3 separate regions of the Mus musculus genome follow, and all the other regions are linked to region 1. The links are chromatin contacts, called in public Hi-C maps. All regions are on one chromosome and are shown on one strand. The core of a region is the stretch at or near the end of the contact, and the rest is flanking DNA. Distances in the headings are between cores, read along the strand shown. Region 1 holds the start of Wnt16 (wingless-type MMTV integration site family, member 16). Region 2 overlaps Cped1 (cadherin-like and PC-esterase domain containing 1). Region 3 overlaps Cped1 (cadherin-like and PC-esterase domain containing 1).

Region 1 (3,987 bases), core at 790-3,289:
GTGCTGGTGGGCTGATTCCCTAAATGGCATGTTCTGATGTCTCTCCCAAGGCTTTAGCAGAATGCCTGTGCAGCACTGGATCCCTAGAGGAAACATGAAGGCAGGATTCAGCAGGCTCGTCCATTTGGCCCACAACTCTGGATTATCCTCGCTGTGTGTTCACGGCACACTTTACTTCCCACACTGACTGTATCAGAATGTAATTGTGAGTTTACTTGTCTGTTTTGTCAAGTAAATTATGATCTCTACAGCTGTGTGGTTCAGTGCCAGTCTCACATTTTAACCCAAAGCAGTCTCAATATATATTTCTGAATTAAAAAAAAAAATCAAACACAGTTGGCCTTTAAAAATCAGCTTAAGCAATTGATGTTCTCCACACCCTCTACCCAAACCCAAGATTGCACCCTCTCCAGTTTCCCTTACAAGGAAGAAATGTCTCTATTTTCAGCCTTTAGGCCACTTAGGCATCTGTTCGGGATGTTCCTCATCATGTTAATCCACTCTGTGAGCTGCGCTTCAAAAGACTATCTGCTTCTCCGGGACCAATGGCCGTGGAACAGCTATGGGTGTACTCTGGTCCCTTCTTGGAGAGGCTTAGAGGATAAAGTGGGCTTGGATAAAGGCTCCGACTTTCAGAGAGGCCACTAGCTATTAGCCAAAATATTTCTGGATCAGTAACCATACCCTATCATCAACTTGACTTTCTAAAAATTACAGTGTGGTTTTAGGACCTGGTACGTAGTGTGCGCGCAGTGCTTGCTGGATAAAGGAGTGAATGGGACAGGATGGGTGTGTGAGTGAGCTTTGATTGACCTTAAGTGAGGCTGAGTATTAAAAGCAAGCAAAAGCTGTCCAAGCCTTTCAGCGCTGAGGCTAAGTGTGGTCACCCACCGAGATGATAGCACCTGGAGAGTTTACTAACATTCCAGATGTCCTCTTGGGAGCAGGTGAAAACCCTGTGCCTGTAAGTAGAGGAGGCGGGGCTCTCTGATACCACAACAAAGCATATTCCTGGCACCTTCAAAGGGTTCTTGAAGACAAAACTCTGACTGCTTCTCAGAACCCTTCCTGCTTCTAAAGTACATTTGGTGAAAGCCTAAGCTGCCAATTCCATTTACCTATAATCTCTGTTACTGATGATCAGAATTCATCTGGCCTTAGATTTGTCTGCCTGGCTGGGTTTTACACTGGTGGAAAGGGGTCTTATTTCCACAAACTTCCATAGGTCTGGGCATGCAGTTGGTGTGGGTGCAGGATTTCTGTTGTCGTTGTTTCCACTCGGTAGCCCTGTGGAAGGTATCCTTGGGTGGGGGGTGGGGTCAGTGTGGGTCAGAAGAGGGTAGGGACAGCGTTCATCTATTTGGAATGCTCTAGTCAGCTCTCACCCATTTGTCTGCCTGCCATTTTCCCCCTTAGAAAAGCCTGTGCTCCCAAAAGCTACAGAAATAAGACAAATGAGAAAAGCCATCACAGAACCTAAGTAAAATACGGGGAAATTTGATGGAAAGCTGGAAATAAATGTGTATACAATGACACGAAAAGAACCCTTCTCGCCTATCCTCTCCGCTTCCAAGGGTGGAAAGATCAGCTTTTTGTGGTATCAATTCTGACCTTATAAAGATAATTCACCAGTGAGAAATACAAGAAAGAAGAGCAGAGTGCTCCGCCCCCCTCCCTTCGGGCCCCCCCACACCTTTACCCTTTTTACTCAAAGGGTAAATCTAGATGTGGCTAGATTTTCTCTCAAGGATGCTAAGAAGTGCTCATCGTTTCTTTGCTCTCCGCTTGACTCAGTCTCGCAGTGACCTCCTCTAAGGACATTGTGAGAGGAGGAAAGGTCGTGACACTCCCAGGTCTAGTTAGACAGTCACGGAGGCTCAGCCCAGGAGCGCCCCCCGCAGAGCCCACTGTTAGCCAATGAGACACTGAAGTTTCCAGATGGTGAGGTACAGGGTTGCTGCTGAGCCAATCAGACTCCAGGCGCGGTCAGGGGGGGAGGAGATGCGAGGAGAAGCCTGGGGCGATGGAGACACAGAGACATCAGCAGAAGTTTCTCACCTTGGAAAGTGAGGGAAGCTCCCGCATCTCCAGCTCATCCTCACCTCTGCGCCAGAGGACCTTAGGCTACTTTCTCCGCCTTATCTTGCCTAGGGGACTGCTGATAGTCTCTGTCCTTGCTGCCCTGTTTAATGTTACCTTCCAGGGGAAAGAGAGCAAGGAACAACTGGGTGCTAAGAAACTGACCCCAGGCCCTGCGGGCCTCTGGAGAGAGGAGACAGAGGAGGAGTGGCTGGGGCTGGGGGTCTCCATGCGTGGGCCATGGACAGAGCGGCGCTCCTGGCCCTGCCCAGCTTGTGTGCGCTGTGGGCAGCCGTGCTGTCGCTGCTCCCCTGCGGAACCCAGGGCAACTGGATGTGAGTATGGGCTCTGTGGAGGCATATAGGGTGGCTGGTCAAAGGAATGACCCAACTAGTGGGCTTTCAACTTGAGGCTGGGAGAGAAGGGGTGGAGACCCTAGGAACGCTGACCTAATGCTTTTGGGGTGGGGGAGGGAAAGGGGAGAGGCTTACCTCAGGGGTGCCGCGTCTTACAGGTGGTTGGGCATCGCCTCTTTCGGGGTACCGGAGAAGCTGGGCTGCGCCGACTTGCCGCTGAACAGCCGCCAGAAGGAGCTGTGCAAGAGGAAACCGTACCTGCTGCCTAGCATCCGCGAGGGCGCCAGGCTGGGCATTCAGGAGTGCAGAAGCCAGTTCCGACACGAGAGGTGGAACTGTATGGTCGCCACTACCACTTCCACCCAGCTCGCCACAGCCCCCCTCTTTGGCTATGAGCTGAGTAGCGGTGAGTCACCAGGACCCTCGGGGATGGTAGGACATACAAGGCGACAGCTTTTCTGCGCGTTCCTTCGATAGAGTGTATAGCGCCTGCACAATTCGGTGCTGGCAAGGTCTTCAATATGGAACATTTGGTGCGAGGTGGGGGTGGGGGAAAACTGGGGCAACAAGGGCCAGCCCCCAGTGTGCAGGTGCGGCCCTGGGGAGGGACGTCCGAGATCTACAGAAGGACTCTTAGAAGGGCTGAAATTCTCCTTGCTTCCCCTGGCCCCTGCCAAAGTTTCAGAAAAACTGAGTTCCTATCCCGTCGACCCCAAGGACCCCATGGCGCCCCGCTCCGTGGGTGACCAGCTGGACAAACATGAGGTCTACAGCCGAGAATGATGCAGCCGCATCTGCTTTGATTTAAGCAGCTCTGTGGCGCCCAGAGCTGCGGACAAGTGGCAATTGAAGCACAGCCGCACGTTTTACTGACTCCTGGGAACACCAGGTTTAGTGCACGATGGTGATTTTTTTTTTAAGGGACTGTCACCTGAGCGCGACTTCTGTGTCCCCCACTTTTCTGTTTCTTCCATCTCTCCTTGACCGGGCGGGAGCTCTCTCTGCGGTACGGGGAAAGTGCGGTGGAAAAAGAAAAAGTTCTTCCTACAGACGTGGTGACTTAGCGGGGCTAGTGGTGCTAGGATGCTTCCTGAGATATTAGCAAAGTAGGAGTTTTAGGCCTGAGGCACTGAAAGATGCGCTGTCGTTTTTTTAAAGTTCATTTCCGTTCGTACTGCACTTTGACCCTTCTCCAGTCAGTTTCTGCACGCGCCTCCACAGAGCTGTGCGTCCCAGCTCTGAGTTTTGTCTGGCAAGTGATGCTGAAGGATCCCTGGCCTGGGGGTGGGGGTGGGGTAAGGGCTAAGAACCAGGAGGAGAAAGAAAAAGTAAGAAAGAGAGAGAATGTGTCCTAAACAGTTGCTGAGATGCAGAAGCATTCGTTACCGAAAAGGTTTATTGGACAACCGGCGTGAAGCAGTTTCTATTCCAATCTAAACATCTGGAAAGAAAAAAGTTGCCTGCTGAGTCCTTCCGAGTCTGTTTTATGAATGTCTTAATGGAAATTTGATTTCAAAGATTTTAACTCCAACTTTACTGATGGAGTACAAAG
Region 2 (4,323 bases), core at 1,211-3,710, 71 kb before region 1:
ATCATTAGAAACCTTTTTACGAGGAAGAAGTTTTACACCAGAAAGCACAGATGTCTCAGTAATTCAGCTCACAAGAAAAGTCGCTCCTTTTTGTAAGATAGACACGGTGGTATGAACTTTCTCCTCCAGAGAGTAAAGTGAGAAAAGGTGAAATTTAAATAACTTTTAACCCAACGGAGGTATCTGCCAGTTATATTTGTTCTATAATTTTTCTTTTGTTGTGAAATCGGCAGCCGAGCACCCAAAGTGTCTTCTACAACCTTCTTGCTCCAAGATGCCTCAGGATGGCAAGAAGGCTGCACACTCTTTAGTCTCATATTTGTATATCAAGTGGAAGGTGATACAGACAGACAAGAGAACTCTTTCACTGGAACTTAAATCATTTCCAAACTCCACACCTGAGATTAATGTACAGTTCTTGGACAAGAGCTACCCTGAGAGCGCCTTTATCTGTAAGAAATGCTTGGAAATGGGTTTGTTTTAAACCTGGTGCACATAGCTACCTACAACCACAAAACAAGGGGAAAGGAAGGAGGAAGGAAATAAGAGTGGCTACTGTGAAGGCGCCAGAGGCAGTCAGGCTGCCACGGAACTCGAGCTCACGTGATGCATCTCCCCCCCACCCCACCCCCCTTCACCATTTTGTAATGAGAAAACTAGACTGACGGTGTGACTTGATATCCCAGCCAGTTCATGAGAGGGCTAGATCTAACATTCAGTGAGCTCTTTCCAATGTGTCTCTCTGTTCTCTTATTCTGTAAAATATACCCACAGTGTACCCAGTGATGGGCGGGGATAAACACCCTAAACACCCTTTCCTAACATCCACTGACTTTGTACTTCTTTAATCCTTAGATCTCTCTCTCTCTCTCTCTCTCTCTCTCTCTCTCTCTCTTTTTCTCTCTCTCTCTCTCTTTCACTGTACGTACCGGTGCGTGTGCATGTGTGTGTGTGTGTGTGTGTGTGTGTGTGTGCGCGCGCGCAAATGTGCGTCTATGAGATGCCAACCTCAGAACACAGAACAACCTCATTGAACAACCTCAGGAGCCAACCATGTTTCTGAGGCAAGGTTTCTTACTACTCTGGAACTCATCAAGTAGGCAAGGCTGGCTGGCCAGTGAACCCCAGGCCTCTGCTTTTCAAACTACTGTTTAGCTTTCTTATCATGTGATCCGCTCTTGATAATGACAGCTATTTTTTTTTCATTTTGATACAGGATTGTGACTTATTGATTCACCCAGAAGAAACCTGTGGGTTGCAGCCTATTTCTGCAGAATACATTAAAGCCATTTCACAGCCTGAAATAGAGAGTTGTCCATCTGGGGACACTAAAGGTGAATACATGAGTATCCTTTCTCTAAAATAGACCCCTTGGTCTATAGGCACATGTTTAATTGGCCCCTGTTTTAAACAAGGACCTTTCTTTTTCACTCGAGTAAACATCAAGACATACTACAAGTGTAGATGCATTGTTTTGATTTGTGGAACATTTGATTAATTAAGCAAACAAACTCTTTGCTTCATTGCTAACCCATTGCCATCTAGAAACGGCAGACCAGAGGTCACTTCATCCAGGAGCCTTCCTTTATCCTCTAACTCATTTCCTAACTCTGTACTTTTCTTATATCACAATCTCTACAATCCATTTAGTACCTAATGCATTGTTTACTGTCATTCTTCCCAAGATGTTGGTTTCATGAGGACGGAAAGTTGGCCTTTTTCACTTTAGTTTTTATTACATTGTCATTTATGTGTGTGTGGGGAGGGGGTACCCATGCACACGCATGTGTGTGCCAGGGAGAGCACAGGAAGGTCAGATGACAGCCTGCACGAGTCAGTTCTATCTTTTCATCATGTGGGTCTCTGGGAGCAAGTTCAGGTTGTCAGGCTCAGAAACAAGCACCCTCACCCACTGTACCGTTCGCCAGTTCCCTTTTTCAACTCACTACATTCATACATACATACAACCATACATACATACAACCATACAACCATACATACATAATTCACACATGGTGGATAGAAAAAAAATACCCAGTTTTAAATCATTTATTTTCATTGTAGGGAAAGTATTGGAAATAACCACAAGTATCCCTCATATTTTGATCATTTCTACAAATAGGGACATGAGGATTTCAGATTGTGGCCTTAAATCTCACATGAGTCACGGACAGACCCACAATGAGTCACCACTCTCTTTGTTTTCATCCTCTCAGGCTTCCTGAAGCAGGCAGAGTGTAGTCAAGCAAAGCTGATGCTGAGAATGTATTTTTAAAAAATTTAAAAAATTGAACTAATTAAGGTTCAGAGCATGTATTCTTCGGTGGTCCTGGTTACTACTCCATCCTGACCCCCATAGCTCCCGTCCTCAGAAAGGCCCGCGAAGGCGCACACAGCTGCACTAGCCTCACCGTGAACTTCACACGGCTGCTGCAGCGGGAAATGTGTTTCCCAAATGGGCAGGGCAAATTGCAATTTGGCACGCAGCTAGCAAATGTGGGCATGTCCCAGTCTTGAACATATGTTCTAAATAATAAACTCCAGTCAGGGAGGGACTCGCCTGTTATGGAGGGTCAGGTGCCGTGATCTGTGTCTCCCTGCCGAAGGAGACACAGACTCAGCCTTCAAAGGGGATACCTGTGTCCAGTCCAGTATTGTTTAATCAGACGACAATTTATGACAATCGTAAAACAACTTAATTCTACTCTTTGTACCGCAACCAAGGCAAAGCTCTTCTACTCTTCAGTTCACGACACCGTTTCTGCTCAGGAGTCAGCAGTTTGTTCTAACCTGTGAAATTCACCATTACATCAGCCGAGCCCTGGATCGTCTCTGTCCGTTGCGTGGACTTGGTTTGGTGCATCAGTAGACCCCTTTAGAGAAGGACCCACACTGACTGCCATGCTTTATATCCTGGAACTTCAAGACTTCCCCCTCCCATCTCTTCCCTACCTCTCAACCTCCTTGCCTCTCTCTGTGCTGATAACCCTGCTTTGGGACGTGCAGCTCTGCTTCTCCAATCTGTTCCGCTGCCTCCATAGGCCCATCCTGTCCTTTCCTTCTGCCTGATGCCATACTCTTTTTCGCTAGCCGGCCTCATTCCACCACATTCTCTGGGTTCCCAGAGCAATCCAGGCATAGAATCTTCATAGCGCTACCTCCTTCTCTTTCAAGTGTATACTGACTTAGATCTGTCTGAGACCAGTGGTCCCCCCAGAACACCGTGATAAACACCAGGAAGAGAAAAGAACAGAACAGGGCATCCCTGGGGATGAAGCCAATAATAAAGATGAAAATATATGTGCAACCGCCTTGTATCTAATCATTTTTATTTCCATGTTTTATGATGGACACAATATATAAACATAGGAGTATCTGCATATCGTATACTGTGCATGTACTAAGACGTCAAGGGTGCATGGGCTGTATGTTTTTACTGATGGCTTCCCTTGATTAGATTTCTCGAGAACATAAATTGTTTATATTAATCTTCCAGTTCCTAATAGACAAATTAAAAAAAAAAGGTTTACCAAACTAAAGGGAGATTTAAACCTTTCCCTTTCCACAGGAATCTATGACACAATCAGGAGGCTACACACACATACATGCAGACGAACGCACGCACGCACGCAGAGAGCACCAAAAGCCCGCAGACTCAAAGACGTAGAAAAAGTCCAGAAAATACTGTTCTAGAATGTACGGGGTGTTCCCAGAGATGACCCAATCCTTCATAACAGGACTTTCTACATCTTAAGGGAGAACCAATCCTGGTAGATGATGCTGGAGGGAAATCTTCTAAGAAGTTATGTACTTATTCAAACATCTTCCAGGCCGAAAAGCTATTTTAATAGTGTGCTACAATTTGACAGCCCTGGATCCATTCTTTTTACCTGCAATATACTAATGCCATACTGTCTTTTTTTAAAATTAAACTAACTTAGATCATTTTGAATCACTGTATTTCTTTTCTCTTCCTCAGTTGCTGAATAAAGTAAAAGTAATTCTTCTAATTTGGAGAAAGGAACTATACATGCAGTTATAATTAAATAAGAACTTCTAAAAACCCTCCTCAAATCATAATATATAAAAAATGAAAATATTTCTCTATAACTTACTTTTAGTGAGAAAATGTAGAAAAAACATCATACTTCTAATATTTATTATGTTTTATTCACTAAAATTAAACCTTTATTTTATGAGGTTATATACAGTAATTAGCATTAGTATGTACATGATTTTATTTCCACCATGGTCCTAGATGACCGAATATTTTTTTCTCCATGATACCAGCCACTATGATCCACTCAAGTGGCATTTACCATA
Region 3 (4,439 bases), core at 890-3,389, 110 kb before region 1:
ATCACAGAAACAAAATCTCCTGGATGGAAAATGTCACAAAAAATCTAGCTACACCAACGTGCTGTGTTAGGTGTGAAACACCCCCTGCACCTACTCTGGAAAATACTCCCATGCCTTTCATAAGTGACAGATAGGAGACCCAGAGACATTTCTGCTCTGATTATGTCACACCCTCCGCTTTTACCGGAATCAAGCTTAACATTTGATTCTAAAATTTCTCCTAAACCATGGGCGTAAAAACCGTCAGACAAATAGTTCACTAAGGGGTAACTCCTACCATGGGAAAATAATTAATTTTTGGATTTTAATAAAGCCTAAAGTTTTAAGTCGTGGAATGAAAATCGACATACCAGTGGAGGGTTTGTTTGGCAGGGGGTGAAGGGAGGTAGCAGCCAGCGTGTCCACATCTCTCCGGCAGCATAATTCAGGGGTAAAAACCTTTCAGCACCTGCAGGAGGTGAACATGGGCAAACTGTGTATCTTCTGGGGGAGTTCAGCAATGAACTGCCACTGCTGACACGTGCCCAGTTATCACAGCTTCTTAATGGATTTTTAGTTCCACGGCTTGTGGCTGATAACTGAGATTCTGTGCTTGAACAGCCCATCTATCCATTACGGGGAGAACGAGGGAGGGGATGTGTTAGGAAAATTGTGGTGAGCAATTAGTAGTCAAACACAGGGCATTAGAAATGCTGTGCCAACAACTGATTGGTCCCATAGGACAGTGCACTGTGCTGTATACATTACAGGCACCGAATCTGGGTGCAGCCCTAATGATTATGGAATGTATGTATCCACTGCACACCAGGCAGTCGTTAAAGAATTAGTTGAGGAGAAAAACATTTATTTTCATGTCTTAATTTGCTTCTCTGCCTTTAAAAGTGTGCCATCTTTAACACTTGCTTATTTATATTTTTGAGCTGGTAAATTTGTAGCTGCTGTCCAAATTTTTGTCCCTATCTTTTAGTCCTTTTCTGTCTTTTATAGCATACATTTCAAATGGTGTCTTGATGTTTGTAAATTATCTAAACATTGCATATGTGCTGATTCACAAGAAACATAGTTTCCAATAAATTTTAAAGTTCGTGGCCTAGGAAGATGGCTGGGGTACTTGCATCTCAAGCATGATGACCAGGGTTCTGATTCTCAGAATCGAAGTAAATGCTAAGTTGGGTGGTGGTTCCCCTATAATTCCAGCCTTAAAGGCAAAGAACTCCAGAGCAGGCTGGTTATTAAGGCTGGAGGACCCTGCCTCAGTGAATAAAGTGTTTGTGGATGACTGGATGATTGCAGACACCAATCTTTACATGCAAGAGCTTGCACCTGCACTGAACAAGCAAAACATGCATATGTACACAGATACACGCCTCACACACTGGAGGAAAACCACAAAAAGAAAATAATAGAATATTATTTGAGTGTTATGGCAAGACTTTAACATTTGTCTTGCATGTGGTTATTATAAACAAGAGCCCTAAGGGATGTGTTTCAAAGTCTTGTTTATGCCTCCACCAGAATACTGTCCCTGGCCCAGTATCCTTGTTTTGTTTCATAGTGCCAGGAAAACTGAAGGCAGGCATAACTTTTAGGAGATTCTGATCAGAAAAGACATGCTCTATGCATCCATCAAAATTATCAAAATAAAATAGCCAATATAGGTGCTTAGAAGTTTATCGAAGAAATGAGATTTTGTGAGACCTCAAGAAATGAAAGAATTCTACATCCTGCAAAAATCACTGTAAATACTTTTATCTTAAGTTGTCTTAGGGCTAGAGATGAAGCTAGGGGTAGAATGTTTGCCTAACATGTGTGAGGCTCTCAGTTTGATCTCTGGTGCCAGAAAAAAAATATTATCTTAAATCTAAAAAGGCTACTGGCACTAGTTGAATCAATCCAGTCAATAGCTAGATTTCTTACCCATTAATTTAAATTGGCTAAATTTGTGTTGCCTTTTCTAGAGGAGAGAAGAAATTCTTGACCCTGTTCCTCAAACTCCCACAAAGATGTCAAAGTGTAGGGGGTTCATTTGAACAGTGTACTGAGATATTGTCCTGAGAAGGATCAGATATGCTTGTGGTCTCTCTAGTGTTTCCGGCTTCCCTGAGGCTGGGCGGGTTTTCGAGCAGATCAGACTAGCTCTGCAGCAGATTCATTCATCATTGTAGATGCAGTCTTCCAGGCAGTCAGCAAAACTGGCAGAGTGTCTGCCTTGCGCATAACGAAGCTTTCAAAGCTCTTGACAAACTCCGTGTTAAACCCCCAATCAGTAACATGCTCGCTAACAATTACACGCGGCGCTGTAAAGAAGAGAATAGGCTGTGTACAATGGTGGGGAGCACTAACAGGTAGGAATGGTTATCAGAGACTGGCTCACTGTGCTGGTGAATCTACAATAAACAAAAAGGCGTACGATAAAGCCTGGAGAAAGAAAAAGCTTGTGTCAGAGCTTAGCTGCAACAGGAAACAGTTTATCACTTTTAAAGAAAAAACTGTGAAGACCAGTGTGGTAAGAGTGATTGAACAAGGGAGAAGATAACATGGAAAAAGGACAGAGGGGTAGACCAGGACTGGCTTCTGCATCCTTGGTCGAGCACCACAGGGAGTTAGATCTTACCTCCATCACATTTAGACGTACCTGAGCCTTCATAGGTCCAAACTTAAGCTTGTGATCCCATTTGTATCATTCAAGACATCCACAAGGGAAAAACACTCAAGGACTCTCAAACGGTTCACTCAACTGTGGGCATTGCTTACACGAGTGACACAGAGCAGAGAAGCAACCCAGAGAACAGAGAGACACCAGAGTTACAAAGTCTGCACCTCACAGAAGGGATGGAGCAATGAGCTAGCATTATGGGTTCCTATATCAGTATGGCTACAATGTCAAGAATACCTATAGATTTTATTACTTTATTATTCTGATTGAGCAATCAGACATTATGTCTTTCTTCATATGATGCACTGAAAAAGTAGGTAAAAGCACTCAATTAAATGTTGTGTTAGTGTATTGTTAAGATCATAATCCCTAAATTTGATAACATTTTAGGTTCATTAAAATTGCTATTAGAAATACATATTTCTATGTAAAATGGCCCAGTTTCTTGAAACTGCTTTAAAGCAATGTGGTACTCCTAGATCAGGGAGTAAGAGTTTGGATAAAACAAGGTTGTTCATTTGGCTCTATCTCTCCTATGGCTCCTAAGTGACTCTGAGACAAGGAAGTCATTGTCTTCTAATATATGCTCACTGAGGATCCAACCTTGCCCCCAAGGGATAGATTCAAATACATGGTCACACAGATGACACTAGTCAAACTCAGTGGACCTCAAGAAAAGAAACAAGCAAATGAACATGATCAAAATCATGAATGAGGGAAGAGGACTTGAAGATGACTTGTAGGTAAGAGGGCAGGAGATTGGGGACGGGGCAGCATTATCAGAATGCACTATGAGAGAATGAAATTGTCAAAGAACAGATACACTAAATGCCTTAAAATATTTAATTATAAAACAAAATAGGTTTCAGTAATTGAAATAGGGCAAAGATTGAAAACTCACTTTCAGATATTTGTTTTCTGAATACTAAACTCCCTCTAGTCTCAGTGTCTTCAGTGACTGATGTCAGGTCTACCTCTGAGGCATGTTTGTCTGGGCATGGGAAAGCTAGAAAATACATATCAACCATGTGATGCTTAGGGAAATTCTTTTGTGTGCTCCACTTTGATTTCCTTGCACCAAGAGCTTCTCGTCAATATTATTGTCTCTCAAACTCTGCGAAGTGAAACCTGGTGTGAATTACTCTTCAACACAGGGAAACTGGCTGAACTCTGAAACCTGAATGTGCTGACAATGTTTTATTAAACCTTGATGAAGTCATAAGAGTTCAGCTACAAATTAGTTTACAGAAGTCATGCACATACAAATCAGAATTTCTGTAGGCACAAGTCCCTGCTGAGATTCAAAGCCTGCCTGGTTTGCCTTAGATGTTCCTTTAGCTGGTAAGGCCAGGTGGAGGTGAGGGCATGGTGTTGTAGACAGAAATTTCCCCAAATCTCAGAGCATAGGTACTGAGGGATAGGATAATCTCTCTTCTCTCCTCTCCTCTCCTCTCCTCTCCTCTCCTCTCTCTCCCTCCCTCCCTCCTCCTCACACAGAGAGACTCATATGTGTTTGTGCGAGTGTGCATGCATGCACAGGTCTGCACTTGTGTGTTCATGCATATGAAAGCCAGAGTTCAACCATGGGTGTTATTTCTTAGTCACGGTCCACCTTGTTTGTCGCCACAGAGTCTCTCACTGGTGAACTGTGCTCTCCAGTTCTCCCCAGTACTAAGAATATAAGCACAAGGAAACAAACTCAGTTTTTCCCATTTATGGGACACTTTACTTTCGGAGGCATCAAATGATTGATATTCTCTAGTTTCTCGAGTCTAGACAAACA

What was found. Hi-C and Micro-C count contacts between places; a contact is called where the count stands out from the background.
Region 2: a Hi-C map of embryonic fibroblasts shows a contact between it and region 1, with 3 times the contacts expected there. The contact joins the enhancer-like site here to the promoter of Wnt16 in region 1. A contact is called at or near these places in 3 of 39 promoter capture datasets (the HPC-7 cell line, hippocampal neurons and second pharyngeal arch cranial neural crest), 19 of 484 Hi-C or Micro-C datasets (the C2C12 cell line, bone marrow-derived macrophages, embryonic fibroblasts and 8 more), 3 of 115 datasets of contacts at active chromatin or transcription factors (the HPC-7 cell line, embryonic fibroblasts and pancreatic cancer cells) and 2 of 9 other capture datasets (bone marrow-derived macrophages and liver).
Region 3: a contact with region 1 is called in a Hi-C map of uterus. The contact joins the enhancer-like site here to the promoter of Wnt16 in region 1. A contact is called at or near these places in 2 of 39 promoter capture datasets (the 3T3-L1 cell line and frontonasal cranial neural crest), 1 of 15 datasets of contacts at CTCF or cohesin (the NIH/3T3 cell line), 2 of 484 Hi-C or Micro-C datasets (reprogramming fibroblasts and uterus), 1 of 115 datasets of contacts at active chromatin or transcription factors (bone marrow-derived macrophages) and 2 of 9 other capture datasets (liver and macrophages).

Annotation. Positions count from the first base shown.
Region 1 is chr6:22,286,188-22,290,174 of GRCm38.p6, forward strand. Wnt16 (wingless-type MMTV integration site family, member 16) reads left to right here and starts at 2,040. Exons shown (of 4, transcript NM_053116.4): 1 at 2,040-2,414; 2 at 2,594-2,841. The coding sequence starts at 2,320.
Region 2 is chr6:22,214,296-22,218,618 of GRCm38.p6, forward strand. Cped1 (cadherin-like and PC-esterase domain containing 1) reads left to right here. Exons shown (of 22, transcript NM_001081351.1): 16 at 1,217-1,334. Among named protein-coding and RNA genes, the nearest start is that of Wnt16, 72 kb to the right of the region's middle. Within about 2 kb of position 2,461, at least 44 of the 459 cell types and tissues checked have an H3K27ac peak or open chromatin away from gene starts, as enhancers often do. A contact at or near this core is called in the C2C12 cell line, the HPC-7 cell line, bone marrow-derived macrophages and 5 more, where this site is marked.
Region 3 is chr6:22,178,377-22,182,815 of GRCm38.p6, forward strand. All of the region lies in intron 15 of Cped1 (cadherin-like and PC-esterase domain containing 1), which reads left to right. Among named protein-coding and RNA genes, the nearest start is that of Wnt16, 110 kb to the right of the region's middle. Within about 2 kb of position 2,140, at least 9 of the 459 cell types and tissues checked have an H3K27ac peak or open chromatin away from gene starts, as enhancers often do. A contact at or near this core is called in uterus, where this site is marked.